3 separate regions of the Mus musculus genome follow, and regions 2 and 3 are each linked to region 1. Evidence: chromatin contacts called from public ChIA-PET data. All regions are on one chromosome and are shown on one strand. The core of a region is the stretch at or near the end of the contact, and the rest is flanking DNA. Distances in the headings are between cores, read along the strand shown.

The links. ChIA-PET counts read pairs in DNA pulled down with a chosen protein or histone mark.
Region 2: an RNA polymerase II ChIA-PET map of memory CD8 T cells shows a contact between it and region 1, with 47 read pairs. The contact joins two enhancer-like sites. A contact is called at or near these places in 4 of 484 Hi-C or Micro-C datasets (the HPC-7 cell line, LSK cells, bone marrow-derived macrophages and 1 more), 3 of 115 datasets of contacts at active chromatin or transcription factors (memory CD8 T cells, stem cell-derived neural progenitor cells and trophoblast stem cells) and 1 of 9 other capture datasets (liver).
Region 3: a contact with region 1 is called in an RNA polymerase II ChIA-PET map of memory CD8 T cells, with 105 read pairs. The contact joins two enhancer-like sites. A contact is called at or near these places in 1 of 39 promoter capture datasets (hippocampal neurons), 2 of 15 datasets of contacts at CTCF or cohesin (CD8 T cells and large pre-B cells), 2 of 484 Hi-C or Micro-C datasets (myocytes and pancreatic cancer cells), 4 of 115 datasets of contacts at active chromatin or transcription factors (embryonic stem cells, large pre-B cells and memory CD8 T cells) and 3 of 9 other capture datasets (adipose tissue, liver and pancreatic islet).

Annotation. Positions count from the first base shown.
Region 1 is chr16:11,446,313-11,451,022 of GRCm38.p6, reverse strand. Snx29 (sorting nexin 29) reads right to left here. Exons shown (of 21, transcript NM_028964.4): 13 at 3,515-3,643. Among named protein-coding and RNA genes, the nearest start is that of Snx29, 130 kb to the right of the region's middle. Within about 2 kb of position 2,087, at least 59 of the 459 cell types and tissues checked have an H3K27ac peak or open chromatin away from gene starts, as enhancers often do. A contact at or near this core is called in CD8 T cells, bone marrow-derived macrophages and memory CD8 T cells, where this site is marked.
Region 2 is chr16:11,650,790-11,655,499 of GRCm38.p6, reverse strand. All of the region lies in intron 16 of Snx29 (sorting nexin 29), which reads right to left. Among named protein-coding and RNA genes, the nearest start is that of Gm32100, 69 kb to the right of the region's middle. Within about 2 kb of position 2,614, at least 58 of the 459 cell types and tissues checked have an H3K27ac peak or open chromatin away from gene starts, as enhancers often do. A contact at or near this core is called in bone marrow-derived macrophages and memory CD8 T cells, where this site is marked.
Region 3 is chr16:11,575,277-11,579,986 of GRCm38.p6, reverse strand. The region is part of intron 15 of Snx29 (sorting nexin 29); the gene reads right to left. Among named protein-coding and RNA genes, the nearest start is that of Gm32100, 6.1 kb to the left of the region's middle. Within about 2 kb of position 2,681, at least 44 of the 459 cell types and tissues checked have an H3K27ac peak or open chromatin away from gene starts, as enhancers often do. A contact at or near this core is called in CD8 T cells and memory CD8 T cells, where this site is marked.

The sequences.
Region 1 (4,710 bases), core at 838-3,337:
CTCGGCCTCTTTCCTCCCACTCTCCATGATGTGATGGCTTCCATTGCATTCTGACATGCCAGGAGGCCCCTGAAGGTACAGCCCCTCAACCCTAGCCTTCCCAGCTTCTAGAACTATGAGGCAGTTATTTCTGTCCTGTTCCGCAAGACCAGAGACTTCCTTCAAAGGGACTTCTCATGTAAATGTAGTCTTCTCTTCTCTAACATCTGTCTCCCAGCTGGAAGTAAGTCAATGAATTATTTAGAGATGTGACTTACACAGCCTCACTGCACCTGATTATAGTGCTGCCCATCAGGAGTGAGTGGCAGCCGGGCCCAGGAAAGCTCTGCACAAGTTACACGCCCTTGGTCTTTGTTGAGCCATAGCAGAAGCTGAAAGTCATTAACTTTGAGCAAAAGGAATAAGCAAATGCTAAATCTGCAGCGTGTGTTTGTTTCACCACCAAGCACGCAAGGCTGGTGAAACACGTGCGCACACGCATGAACTCTCATCGGGTGCTTAGAACAGACTGTGCTCTTCTGAGCCTGACTAGCCTAGCTTTTCATCCTTCATCTGTTGCTATTAGAATGCACCTTTGATTAGACAAGGTTTCAGTTAACTAATTAATAAAAAGTGATGGTAGTTAGCATGTATTATCTTCATACAAAGCATATTTTCTGAAGCAAAAATGGTCTCTCATGGTCTCTTTTTATCCATGTGATAATTCATTCAAGTTTTCTTTCTCCCATTTTACAAATAAAGACATTTAAAGAGGTTAGGAGCTCACCTAAGGTCACCTAACTAACACGCTGGCCCCTAAGTCCAATGCCAGAAACTGTACCCTAAACCACTAAGCCACCTGTGTTATAGATCTTGCCACCTGAGCTGGAGAGTGGGGTCAGGGGTTAGAAGAGGGGGCCAGCACATACATGAGCCTCAGCCTATGATAGTCACTCCCCCATGGTGACTGTAGCACACAGCCCTTCTAGCTACCAAGCAACAAGTGACTGAGCAGACCCACTCGCCCGCCAGTGTGGCCAGCTGCTCAGGGGGGTTTCTCCCACTTTCTCTTTTTGAAGAATTTGTCTGTTCTACAGATGTCCTTCCACCTGCAAACTGCCAACTTCCAAGTGCCTGAAACAGTTCTTGCATAACTGGGAAGACTTCACATTATAAACCTCGGTCTCTATCCCATGTGTAGCATAAATTGTTCTCTGGGATTACCACAGCTAAAAAGAGCACTCAATATAAAACACGCACAGCAGCTTGTCAATCGTCTCAAGACTCCAGCAGCCTTCCTCCTCTGTCCACGTCAGTGGATAGGACCATCCTCTCCCACACAGGTGAGGAAGAAGCTGAGCAAGTCACCCAGAAACACAATTTCCAGGAATGGAGCCAGGGCTAAGCTGACTCCTAACACAAGCCAACACAATGAAGGGACCATAGCCCTATCCTGTTACGATGTTCAAAGCCAGTGTCTCTGAAGACTTGAGTCATCGAGCCAGGATACACCACAGAGCTCCAGTGAGGTCACGTGAGATGGAAGACCAGTGAAGAAATGCACAATAGGAACTAATTACTCTACTTCTGACTACCTCTGACCTGGCTCTGATGTCCTAGAGCAGGGCTTCTCAGCCTTCCTAATGCTGTGACCCTTTGATACAGTTTCTCAGGAGGTGGTGACCCCCATACACACACAACATTAAATTATTTTTGTTGCTACTTCATAACTGTAATTTTACCACTACTATGAATCATAATGTAAAAGGCTGTATTTTCTGATGGTCTTAGTTGACCTCTGTGAAAAGGGTAGTTAGAATGCCCCACCAAAGGGGTCATGGCCCACAGGTTGTTAGGATGCAAAGAGAAGAAGCTCAAAGAATGGAATGTAGAAAGGAGGTCACAGGACTGTGCTGAATTACAGGAACATGAAAAGTACTCACGCCACATCACCGAACACAGCCTCTGGACATACCCCAAAGAACCACCAATGTTAGTGTTTTAGCATGAAATGTCCCCCACAGGATCACGTGTTTAGTACTGGGTCCCCAGGTGTGGGAGGTGTGGGGAGGTTATAGAACCTTTAGAGTACAGTCTAGGAAAAAGAAGTGGGTCTTGGTACATTTCTGGTACCAATGTGAGCCCTCTGCTTTCTGTCTGCTGCGGTGATGTCAGCAGCCACATTACCACTTCCTGTCTGCTGTGGTGATGTCAGCAGCCACATTACCACTTCCTGTCTGCTGTGGTGATGTCAGCAGCCACATTACCACTTCCTGTCTGCTGTGGTGATGTTAGTTCTTCCCTAAGTGGCATCTGTCAGATAGATGTTTTGTCACAGTAGACGCTGCTCACGTCACCGAAAATGGGGAAAACTGGGAACAGTCCAAGTGCTAAACTGACCAATTAGTGTGGTCAATTTAATATGCTACATTAGTTCAATGAAATACCACACACAGGTCTACACAAACGGCTAACCTCAAACTGCCTTACAGTAAGAGGTGGCAGGGGAGACAAGATGAGGAACGATGGGGAGTCAGCCGCACATGCAGGGGATATGCATGCCCACAGGAGAATGCACTCAGGAAAAAGAATGGTGCTCTCATAGGAGGTGGGAATTTTAATTCATCATGTTTTATCTAATAAGATATAAATGACATCACAGAAAAAATAATTAGTGCCTCTTAAAATAAGCTTAGTAACATTTATAATTATAGAAATGCTCTTGAAAAATGACCCACCAGCCTAATTTTTCTCCTGTAATATTATAAGACCCGAAACCTTGCTCCCACAAGAAGAGCTGGGAGCAGCACCATTTACCGCAATGCTGTGGGGCCCATTCAGCTCAGTACCTGTGAAGGACACAGCCTGCACATGCCTGCACTCTGACCAGCAAGTCCAGAACCGCTTCCAGCAAACACACTCAAGTGGGAACACAGTGGCAGACACTCAGGTTATGCACCGGGAAGTATCACAGAAGACAAAATGTCCTTACTGTCCACTACGAGCAGACTGGTTAACCCAATCCTAATACAGTCAGGCCAGAACACACCAGGAGCTACTAGAAAGAAGATGGCAACCCTGGGCACACCCCTCCAGAACCTGCCTGGAATGTAGTGTGAAGAAGAGGGGAAGAATACTCATATGTACATAAATCTGCCTCGTGCACACGGAATCCCGGGATTGGCTATGGTTAAGACAGCAGGGAGCAAACTGAGGGGCAGGAAAGGGAAAACACCCAGCAGTTAACCTCCTGACTCACACATGCATGTGTGTCCCTCATTCAAACAAGTGCGTCAGGTGAAAATGCACAACTGTAGCTTCCTTTGGTACTCCCTTTCTGGTTTTCTAGAAGTATGAATGAGCTGTGCTGGCACATGCTTGCAATCCCTGCACTTGGAGACCAAGGCAGGAGGATGCCAAGTGTGAGGCCTGCCTGGGCACCATGCACAGCAAGGCCTTTCTTCAGAGACAAATGGGAAAGAAGGTGTGTGTGGGATTGGCTCACATTCTTGCCTCCCCGCCTGGCCCCGTCTACCTGGCCAGTGCCTGGACCTTTGTGGCATGGCGCTCCTGCTGTTCTGTCACCTTCCGCCTCAGGGCATCCACCTCTTGCCGGAGCGCTGCTGAGTGCTCCATCTCACCGTCAAGGAGATTCCGCAGTGACCTGCAAAAGAGGGCCCCACCGTTCAGAGGCTGTGCATCCATCCCACCCAGATCAAGGCTCATCACTGCCCACAGGCTCTGCACCAACTCAATGCACTTATACCTTAGCTAAGCTGATATTAGCAGACAGCAAACAAAAGCCAAGAGCCTGAGCCCTGGGCAGGTACCTGTGGTAAGACGCTGAGTCCCTGTTCCTGGGATAGTTGAGATCAAGGGAAACAAGGAGGTAGCAAATGCCAAGGAGGTGCTCTTAAGGACACTCCAGTCAAAGGTGTAGCAACTCTGACACACCTCAGTGGGTAAGAGATCTTACAGATGGAGGGTTTCCTAACAGGCCAACTGAATACTCTGCAGAAGAGAAGCACAGAACACCTGCTTGGACTCGATGACAGCGGTCTCTTCCTGCTTCCACTGCTGCCCATAGAGTGCACCAGGACCCACGGTCCACTGCCACCACCATGAAAACCAGTGTGCATGGAGTGGTTATGGAGTACATACTAACACAGCACAGGGTAAGCTGGCATGCATGGCATCCTATGGGGTACATTTTAGCACAGCATTACCTTAGATCCGAATACTTTTTAGCTTTTATAGCATGCCTATTTGCATATACATTTCTACCCCAGAAAGTGACCAGGGGTAGCAGTAATAGGAAGGATCACAAGTTACCACCCTAAGGTAAATCAGGTATGGCTCTGCTTCACTGCACCTAAATGGCTATTTCTAGAAACCCAACTGTGATGTGTTTACAGGCCACATGCAGAGGGTGTCTGCTGTGAATATCAGGATGTATCAGATACACCAAGCCCCACAGTGCCCCGCTGCCACCGAGCTCTCCAAGAGCTTGGAGAGGAGTCTCCTCCTGAAGCATGCCACCCCCTGACAGAAATACCATGGGGGATTCTATCTGGGAAGAAGAAATCAGCATACAGTAGCTGTCATTCTTCCCAAGGGAAGGTGACTCCACGGCTTCTTCCGAGAGAATTGCTCCAGCTGGAAGAACGAGCCTCGCAGAAAATGAGCCTGGCAGTGGAGAGAAGTCTTGGGTGGGAGTTTGTGTGAGGTGGA
Region 2 (4,710 bases), core at 1,365-3,864, 200 kb before region 1:
ACTGGACTGAGATGGGGACTCAGTCATCAGGGCTGGCACAAGGGCTTAGAACAGCTCTGCCCTGGCTACCTGACACCCGTGCTGGTAGCTGTTAAAATGATGATGATGTTTTCCACCTCCCAAGGTGGGGCTTCTCACCTTATGCCTGAACCTGACTAGGATCTTAAGAATCTAGACAAAGAAAAGGGAAGCACCTAAACCAGAGACCAGCATGGGGAAGTGAGGGGAATTTATTGACAATGTCCATCAATTTCCACAACTTGAGGCAAGTTGAGTGCTGTTTCCCTCGACTAACAAGTGAAATCAAGAATTGGAGCTTCCCACTTGAAAAAATGTTCAACATCCTTATCATCGGGGAAATTCAAATCAAAACAACCCTGAGATTCCACCTCTCACCAGTCAGAATGACTAAGATCAAAAATTCAGGTGACTGCAGATGCTGGAGAGGATGTGGAGAAAGAGGAACACTCCTCCATTGCTGGTGGGATTAAAAGCTTGTACAACCACTCTGGAAATCAGTCTGTTGGTTCTTCAGAAAACTGGACATAATACTACCACTAAATCCAGCAATACCTCTCCTGGGCATATACCCAGAAGATGTTCCAACTGGTAATAAGGACACATGTTCCACTATGTTTATAGCAGCCCTATTTATAATAGCTAGAAGCTGGAAAGAACCCAGATGTCCCTCAACAGAGGAATGGATACAGAAAATGTGGTACAGCTACACAATGAAGTACTACTCAGCTATTAAAAACAATGAATTTATGAAATTCTTGGACAAATGGATGTATCTGGAAGATATCATCCTGAGTGAAGTAACCCAATCACAAAAGAAATCACTTGATATGCACTCACTGATAAGTGGATATTAGCCCAGAAACCTAGAATACCCAAGATACAACTTCCAAAACACAAGAAAATCAAGAAGGAATACCAACGCGTGAATACTTCATTCCTCCCTAGACTAGGGAATAAAATATCCATGGAAGGAGTTGCAGAGACAAAGTTTGGTGCTAAGACAAAAGGATGGACCATCCAGAGACTGCCCCACCCGAGGGTCCATCCCATAATCAGCCACCAAACGCAAACACTATTGCATACGCCAGCAAGATTTTGCTGAAGGGACCCTAATATAGCTGTCTCCTGTAAGGCTTTGCCAGTGCCTGGCAAATACAAAAGTGGATGCTCACAGTCATCTATAGCATGGAACACGGGGCCCCCAACATGGAGCTAGAGAAATTACCCAATTAGCTGCAGGGGTCTGCAACCCTATAGGAGGAACAACAATATGAACTAACCAATACCCCCAAAGCTCGTGTCTCTAGCTGCATATGTAGCAGAAGATGGCCTAGTCCGCCATCATTTGGAAGATAGGCCCCTTGGTATAGCAAACTTTGTATGCCCTAGTACAAGGGAACTCCAGGGCCAAAAAGAGGGAGTGTGGGTGGGTAGGGGAGCAGGGTGGGGGTGGGGGTAGATATAGGGGACTTTTAGGATAGCATTTGAAATGTAAATGAAGAAAATATGTAATAAAAATGTGGGAAAAATAAAAATAAAAATAAATAAATAAATAAATAAATGAATGAATAAAAGGGTTGAGGTGTATCTCAGTGACAGGGTGCTTGCCTAGCCTGTATAAGATCTGAGTTCAATCCCAGAGTGCTTAAAAAATATATAGAGTAAGCAATATAAATATAAAACATAGTCACAAGCTGCTTGAATGTCAGGAACAATGAGAAGAACATTTTGGGAGAGCTAGTGGCAAAAACTGAGGCTTGGAAATGGGCTTACAGTGCAGGTTCAGAGAGGCTACCATATACTTTTCAGCCATTTGAAACCATTGGAGTTTTATGCCTGAGTGCAAACTTATGAGATTTCTTGGTTGGTCTTATAAAGGATACAGAACATAGGAAGCAGAACTAAGGTAGGAGGCTGCGATAGCCTTCAGGCAAAAGTATGGTCACGGCCGAGGCCATGAAAGGAATAGAGAGGAAGGAAGGGATTGTCTCAGAATATTGGAAGTTACAAATCTGGGGCCATGGGGATCAACTAGATAGATGCAAAGGAATGATTCCCTGAGTCTCTAGCTTGAGGACATAGTGGGATAGGCTCTATTCTGTGAGGTGGAGAACACTGTAAGTTAATATGAAATAAAACTATGTTCACCTTCAAAAAAAAAAAGAAAAGAAAAGAAAAGAAGAATTGGAGCTTCCATCTAGGAAGCAGATACAAGCCAGGTCTGTTCAGTTCTCTAATGAAAATGAAAATGAAACCAGCTAAAGGTGGAGTCCTGAGGCTTTCGTGTAAGGAAGGCTGGAAGAGACTAGAAGGTGTGCCTTGAAGAGAGAGAGCAGCCCAGCTGTGGAGACAGGAGCAGGAGTGAGTGGGAGCCTGAGTCTTGACCTAAGTGGCTTCACACCAAATGTTAGCCTGCCTTCTTCCTAGTCCCAAGGTCCTGAGCAAATCAGTTCTGAGATACACTGTGATGGACAGATTCAGAATCATCTAGATTGGTGAGGCACACCTTTGGGTGTGCTTGTGAGGGATTTTCTAGAAGCAGTTAGCTGAGAGCTCTGTGTACAGAAGATTCAGGAAGCAGACAGACTTCTGCCTTGTCACTGGGCAGACTCCACTCTCACAAGGCAGCACCAAGTTCCTCACTTGTCCAAGGTCTTACTGGACTGGGCTCTTGTGTCACATTGCTGTTTTTGTGACTATCACTTTCTGTAGGTAGCTGGAAAGAGCTGATATAACATATTCAGAAGGCAGGAGGCTGCAAGTACCGAGATCACTTAAAAAACAAAACAAAAAAAAAAAGCCATCCTTTAAGAAGGAACCTTTTGCCAAAATTTACCTAGAAGCAACAAGCCCACACCATCTAAAATGTTTGCCAGAGATCATCCCTCAGGCAGCAGGTGGTAGCTCAGTGGTAGAGCATTTGCCAGCATGGAGAAGGCCCTGTATTCCATCCCCAGTATAAACCAAAACCAAATCTCAAGTGTCCTTGATTATAGAAGTTAAAATATATAAACTATTCAACTATTTTAACAATGTTAGCTACAGAAAAAGGCCATGTAAGGAGGCATCTTAAAACAATTTTTAAAGAGAGCAAGAGAGTGAGAGAGCATGCACTATCCTAGATAATATACAACAAGCAGTTGACAGGAGCTGTCACTGCCAACAGGTGGAGAGTGAGCTTGAGAGCCTCAGCTTCCGTAAGATGGAATGAGCCATCTTCTGAGATGCTTCTCGAGAATGAGTTGACTTTCTCTACATTATGCAAAGATCTATGAGACAGATCTGGTTCAGATGCAAGCCTAACTCAACTAGGGCACCAACATGGAGAGGTGAGACCTACCTAGTACCTGTGCCTGCTTTTGCATCCAAAACCTGCAGATGTGAAACTCAAGGTATTGATGGCAAACGTGCCCCGTGGACCTGGGGTAGAACTGGGCCACCATTCATCACTACAGCCATTTTGTGGTGGTGTTGTTTTGAGATAGGTTCTCATGTAGCCCAGGCTGGCCTTGAGTTCTCCATATAGACGAGGATGACCTTGAACTTTTGATCCTCCTGACTCTGCCTTTCCAGGGCTGATTTATGCAGTACTGGCAATGGAAGCTAGGCCTTTATGCATGTTCAGCAAGCACTCTGTCAAGTGAGCTACATTTCCAGCCTCTTAGAATGCATTTTGAAACACAGTACTACCAGTTAAAAACCTTAAATAAAAGTGTGATAGCTACTCAAAGTGTACTTTGATAAAAGTTTAATAGCATACATAAAAGCTTGGTCTTTTTCAAAAGCAATGAGGGAATACACGTGGCCAGTATGGTCTCTAAGTGTAAGAATGTGTGTGTGTCAATACTGTTAGAACAAAATACAACTAGAAGATGACAGCAAATTCAGATGAGGCTGAACTACCTATTTTAAGCACTTCTGCAGTATTCTGTAATGATGGTATTTCCATTGATACACATTGTAGGATAATCTGTGTATCTATCATATTATTAAGGTAAATATTCTTTCTCCAGCTTCTTCTGGCCCTCTTGCAGCTTACTAAGTTACAGAGAGTCGGATGGGAGAGATTTTGCCTTCAGAGTCACTGGAACATGTGGGATGGGCCAAGACAGAGCCAGGACTATGAAGCCATGCGCCCTGCTCCTCACCCCAGTGGCACAGAAGTGCAGTACAGACAGACACAACCAGCACTGAGTGATGGAGGAGCAGCTCTCAGCCACTGCTCCTCCTTGAATCTTCTCCCAGGGCCTGAGGCTAGGGACAGCTGTTCAGGCCTGAGGAAGGGCTTATTGGCTGTAAGGATACCAGGCAGCAGTGCATTAGAGCTACCATCTTAAAGACAGCATCCCCAGAAAGTGTACCTCAGAAGAGCCTCTCAGTGTGCTCGTTCCACAAAGCAGACACCAAGGGCAAACCAGAGGGGAGGAAAGGAGAAGACAGGGGCAGGCATTAAGCTGCCATTACAGAGCAGAGCACTTCCTCAAGGAGGAAGTGGCACCAGGTGTTTTCCTGACAGTAAGTGTCCCTCGGGGACGATAGTTTTCTGGGAACCTTCCAGACAGTGAATATAAGTGCTCAGAGGCATGTAAGTCCTGCCAGCTTAGAGGCTTTTCTTCTAATTCTGTGGCATTATCAGGATCAGGAAGCCAGGAGATATTTATGTGTCTTCCTGAATACTGGAGAGGCTAC
Region 3 (4,710 bases), core at 1,432-3,931, 130 kb before region 1:
ATTTATACCCCAGTAGCCTGAGCAAGTCACATGGTCCCAAGGAGAAAACTGAAATAGGACTTAGTAAATAAATGTATTGTGTCTGCCTCAGCCAGTTTGATCTAGCTTCCCTGTGGTCTTCATCGAAAATGCTGTTTAAATGGGTTACCAGTCAGATGCCAGGGGTCCTGCTGGATGCTAGGGCTAGAACAGCTAGAATGGTGATGATTGGGGCACGTCTACTGCCATCTGCTGGGCTTGCAGCAGAGCAGACTTGGGGAAAGGGCAAAATGAGAACACAGTCAAGGCAAGTACAGAGAAAGCTGCCCTATCAGGATCAGGATGTAGGATACAAAGGATGCTGAGGACACCTGGGGACCGAACCCAGTTTGTAGAAGAGCAGAGAAGTGGCCCAAGCGAGCCTCAACCTTATAATGCCCCTGCCCCTGCCCCTGCCCCTGCCCCTGCCCCAGCCTGCTAGGTGCTAGAATTACAGGCACCTTCCACCACACCCTCTTCAGATGAGATCTTAAAGGTGAAGAAAATAAGTTACTCTCTCTCTTCATCTCCTCTCTCTGTGTGCATGCCCTTTTTCTCTTTCTTTCTCTCTCTCTCTCTGACCCACTCCCTCCCCCACTTTCCTCATGGCAACTTCCCAACCTCAGTCCTTGGGTCCAGTGAACTCTCCTGGCTGAGAGAAGCTTCCCAATAAACCCGCCTTGTGTGTGTGTGTGTGTGTGTGTGTGTGTGTGTGTGTGTGTGTGTGTGTAAAGTTAACAAGGAAAGATGAGTCAAGGATAGAAGACAGAAAAAAGGAATCAAGTTAGTTGTCAAGTTAGACAGCTTGCCCCAACCCCCATGCAAAGATGTGCTTCTGAAAGATGAAACAAGTTCTAGGTAAGGTGAGAAATGAGGCTGAAGGCAGCAGCAAGAGTTTACTAACACACACATCAGTGGTCTTCAGATGCCTTGAGGTACAGGTGAGTCACTGTAGCCAGAAGAGACTTCGGTACAAGGCTGGCAAACCTTGGTCTCCTCAGTCACATCAGCTGTCTGCTCTCTGAAGTTTGTCGCTCTACCCTCAAGCAGCAGGCTTTTCAAGTAAAACAAAGGCCAGCTTATCTGGTGCTCACAACAGCCCTGATCCCTCCCAAGGTGTGCCCAGCACCAACAGAACAGCCCTGAACCTCTTCCATCAAGACCAGGCGACTCTGGCTTCAGGAAGCTTCTTCCTGCATAAAGGGAGAAACCTAACAGAGACTCAAAATACTGGAGGGCTGAGGAGCTGAAATCAGCCACTATAATTACCAATATTTTTATCTGTTGTCCAAAAGAAGAGCCTTGGATCATCTTCCAAGTGTGTCTCTGTGGAAGTTCGCCTACTCCTTCCTAAGTACTCCAGACTCCCGGTCAGAGGCAGGCCCAGATTCCAGGCCGCCACAAAGACAAAACCAACACTTAGGCATCTGAGCAGCCTCCTCCATCTCTGGTTGGATTTTTTAGACAGAGTCTCAACTATACAACCCAGGTTGGCCTCAAACTCAGGATCCTCCTGCCTCCGCCTCCCAGGTGCTAGGATCACAAGTGTATTACATTATACCCAAATGAGACAAAGAGAATCCCTTATCTGCTATGAGGAAGGAGAAAGCACATGGCTCAGATGAGGAGCTACAAGCAGAAGAGTGCTGGCAACCCAGGAGCAGCACAGCATCTCCAGGGACTAAGATGAGCTGAGGAATCAGTGCTCACTGCTGCTGGCTGCTGAACAGAGGCTGCACTCCTGCATACCTCAGGATCCATGAAGAAAAGGAGGGCAGAGTGCTTGGAACTTCTGCTCTACCAAGACACAGGCCACGATGAGAAGGACACAGAGCTTCTTCTTGCCCTAACCAGGCTCTGCTAAAGTCCCAGAGTAGAGCTCAAGGAGGGCAACTGGTCACACTCCACTGAGAGCCTGAGGCTTAGTGAGGCCCAACAGGAAGTGGTAGATCAGAACTCCTCTGACTTTGTGGCATCAAGTGTCCTCCAAGCCACCAAACTCCAGAATTCAATGTCAAGAAGAAGAAGGATCAAAATCTGAATGCTGCCCACATCTTACATTTCCTGGAAGCCAAAATGGACTGGCCAACTCTAGGGAGATTCGGTGAAACCACAGGAATTACTTAAAAGAGAGAAAGAAGTAAGAGTCTTAGATGTATCCAATGTCTTTGAACTTCAAAACCTCTAGTGAGAAAAAAAATCTGAAGTTTCAGATCTTCAAGAGAGAGGGGAAGGTTTACAAAGAAAATTGTGAGCACGGTTACTGGAAGTCCAAAGGAGGAGGGAGGAGCCATGCAAAACAGCTGTAGTGAGGTGCTAACCTCTGCTGAGCTGCCTTAAAGCCTTGCTCCAGACAGTGCATGACTCTTCCCTGAAGCCTCCCCAGGATCACCACCTCCTTAATCTTTGGCCTGGTCTTGGGATAATGAATGCCTGCTCTCTCTACATCTAAGAAATTTGATGGCTTTGCCACTAAAGCCACTATGCAGTGAAGAAAACAGAACTCCATCTAGAGGAGTAAAGGCCACTGAAGGAGCATCAGGACTTCTTCTTTACCACTGCCAGCTCTATCAAAGGCTCATGGGCATGGAAGGCCAGAAGACAGGACAGAAGAGGAGGCACAGGCTGGCTGCTAAGACAGTGCTCATAAAGCTGTGTAAGAGCCTGCTGCTCTGGGCCCTAAGCTTAGCTTCCCTCAACCCTGAGCATCAAAAGAGAGCCTACCTCCTCTACAGAGCTGAAGTCTTTTGTCTTTCTTTTTGCTTTTTATTTGTCATGCTGGGGATTGAACCTGGGGCTTCAACCACACCAGGCAAGTGCTCTCTCCTGAGCCATGCGCTCCTATTAGACATCTAATCCCTGCCATCAGAGGCCACATTTGGGACTTCTCTATCAGCCTAATCTGGGGCTCCACATTTAACACCCTACACATATTTCACAGGGTACCTAAATTCACTTAGTAGACTGTTGTTGGTATGTGTTTATGGAGCACCAACTGCATGCTGAAGCTGAGGTACTTAACAGACTCATGGCCAGAAAAGCTCTGTCCACATTAACCCCAAGGAGCTCCAGGTCACTGGAGCATAAAATAACACAAAATATCTGTTAGACAGATTGTCACCTTCTTCTAGAGCTAGGCATTGCAATGTCATCCCTCCCCCTCCTCATCCTCCTCTAGGCCCATCTCAAACACTAATGCTGCACAGAATCCATTAGCTGCCACTGCTTGTCATACAATGTACTAAGTCCCCCCGCATCTCACTCTAGAATGCCATCAGTGAGTGTCCCTTCTGTTCTGTCACATGACCCCTTTTCCTTCAGTGAGCTCCGGTTCCCAGAGCACAAGCAGAGGTTATAGGTTTGTAACATGGTTTCCTGCTTCTTCCTTGCTGAGAAATCTAGCAAACCAATTGACTTTGCAAAGCTGTGATCAGTAACCACAGAGCACTGGACCTTCTTTAGGTAACTCTTTGGTGGGCATAAGCCATGGGCATGACATCTCAGCTTACTGCCTGGAGCTATAGGCTAAAGAACACACCAGAGAGTCAGATGCTACATCCCCCATGTGTTCTCCTGCTGGATCACCCTACAACTGCCACAGCCCTCCCTTTATAAATCTGTCACCTATGACAAAATACCTGGGAAGGGCAACTTAAGGAAGGAAGGATTTGTTTTTAGCTCACGGCTCACAGCCCATCATGACAGGGAAGCCATGCAGGAACCTGAGACAGCATGTGTGTGTGTCAGGAAAGAAAGATGAGGCTGGTGTATAGCTTACTTTCTCCTTTTCATTCAATCCAGGTCATAGAAGGGTACTGCCCATGTTTAACACAGGCCTTCCCTCCTGTCTTAGTTTCTATTCCTGGACAAAACATCATGACCAAGAAGCAAGTTGGGGAGGAAAGGGTTTATTCGGCTTACACTTCCACATTGCTGTTTATCACTGAAGGAAATCACGACTGGAACTCAAGCAGGTCAGGAAGCAGGAGCTGATGCAGAAACCATAGCAGGATGTTCTTTGGCTTGCTTCCCTTGGCTTGCTCAGCCTGCTCTCTTATAGAGCCAAGACTACCAGCACAGAGATGGCACCACCCACAATGGGCCCTCTCCCCCTTGATCACTAATTGAGAAAATGCCTCGAAGCTGGATCTCATGGAGGCATTTCCCCAACTGAAGCTCCTTTCTCTGTGATAACTCCAGCCTGTGTCAAGTTGACACAAAACTAGCCAGTACACCTCCTCAGTTAAACTAATCTATATAATTCTTCATGGACATGCCTACTAAGTGATCTTAAATCCTGTTAACAAACAATGTTAATCATCAGATTTAGTTTCCAAAGTTCAAACCACAGGTTTCAGAAACAATCTGGAATGCATTTGGAGTTGAGTTGGCTTTGCAGTACTGAGGACCACAGAACCTCATCCAGCTCTGGGACAGTCTTACTACTTCAATCTTCAGCACTGACTGCTTCCTCACTAGTAACAGATGGCTCCAGTACTCACTGGAGCCCAGAGCTGCCCAGGGGCTGGAGTCCAGGTCACCGTGAACAAATGTGTGGTATACATATGCAATGGGGACAAACTCCATGCTTCTAAAGACGGGCAGCAGGAGAGCAGGAGCTCCCTTTACACTGGATGAACCACAGTGTTTGGGATCCTCCAAGTAGTCATAGTATTAGAATAAAAACTATCT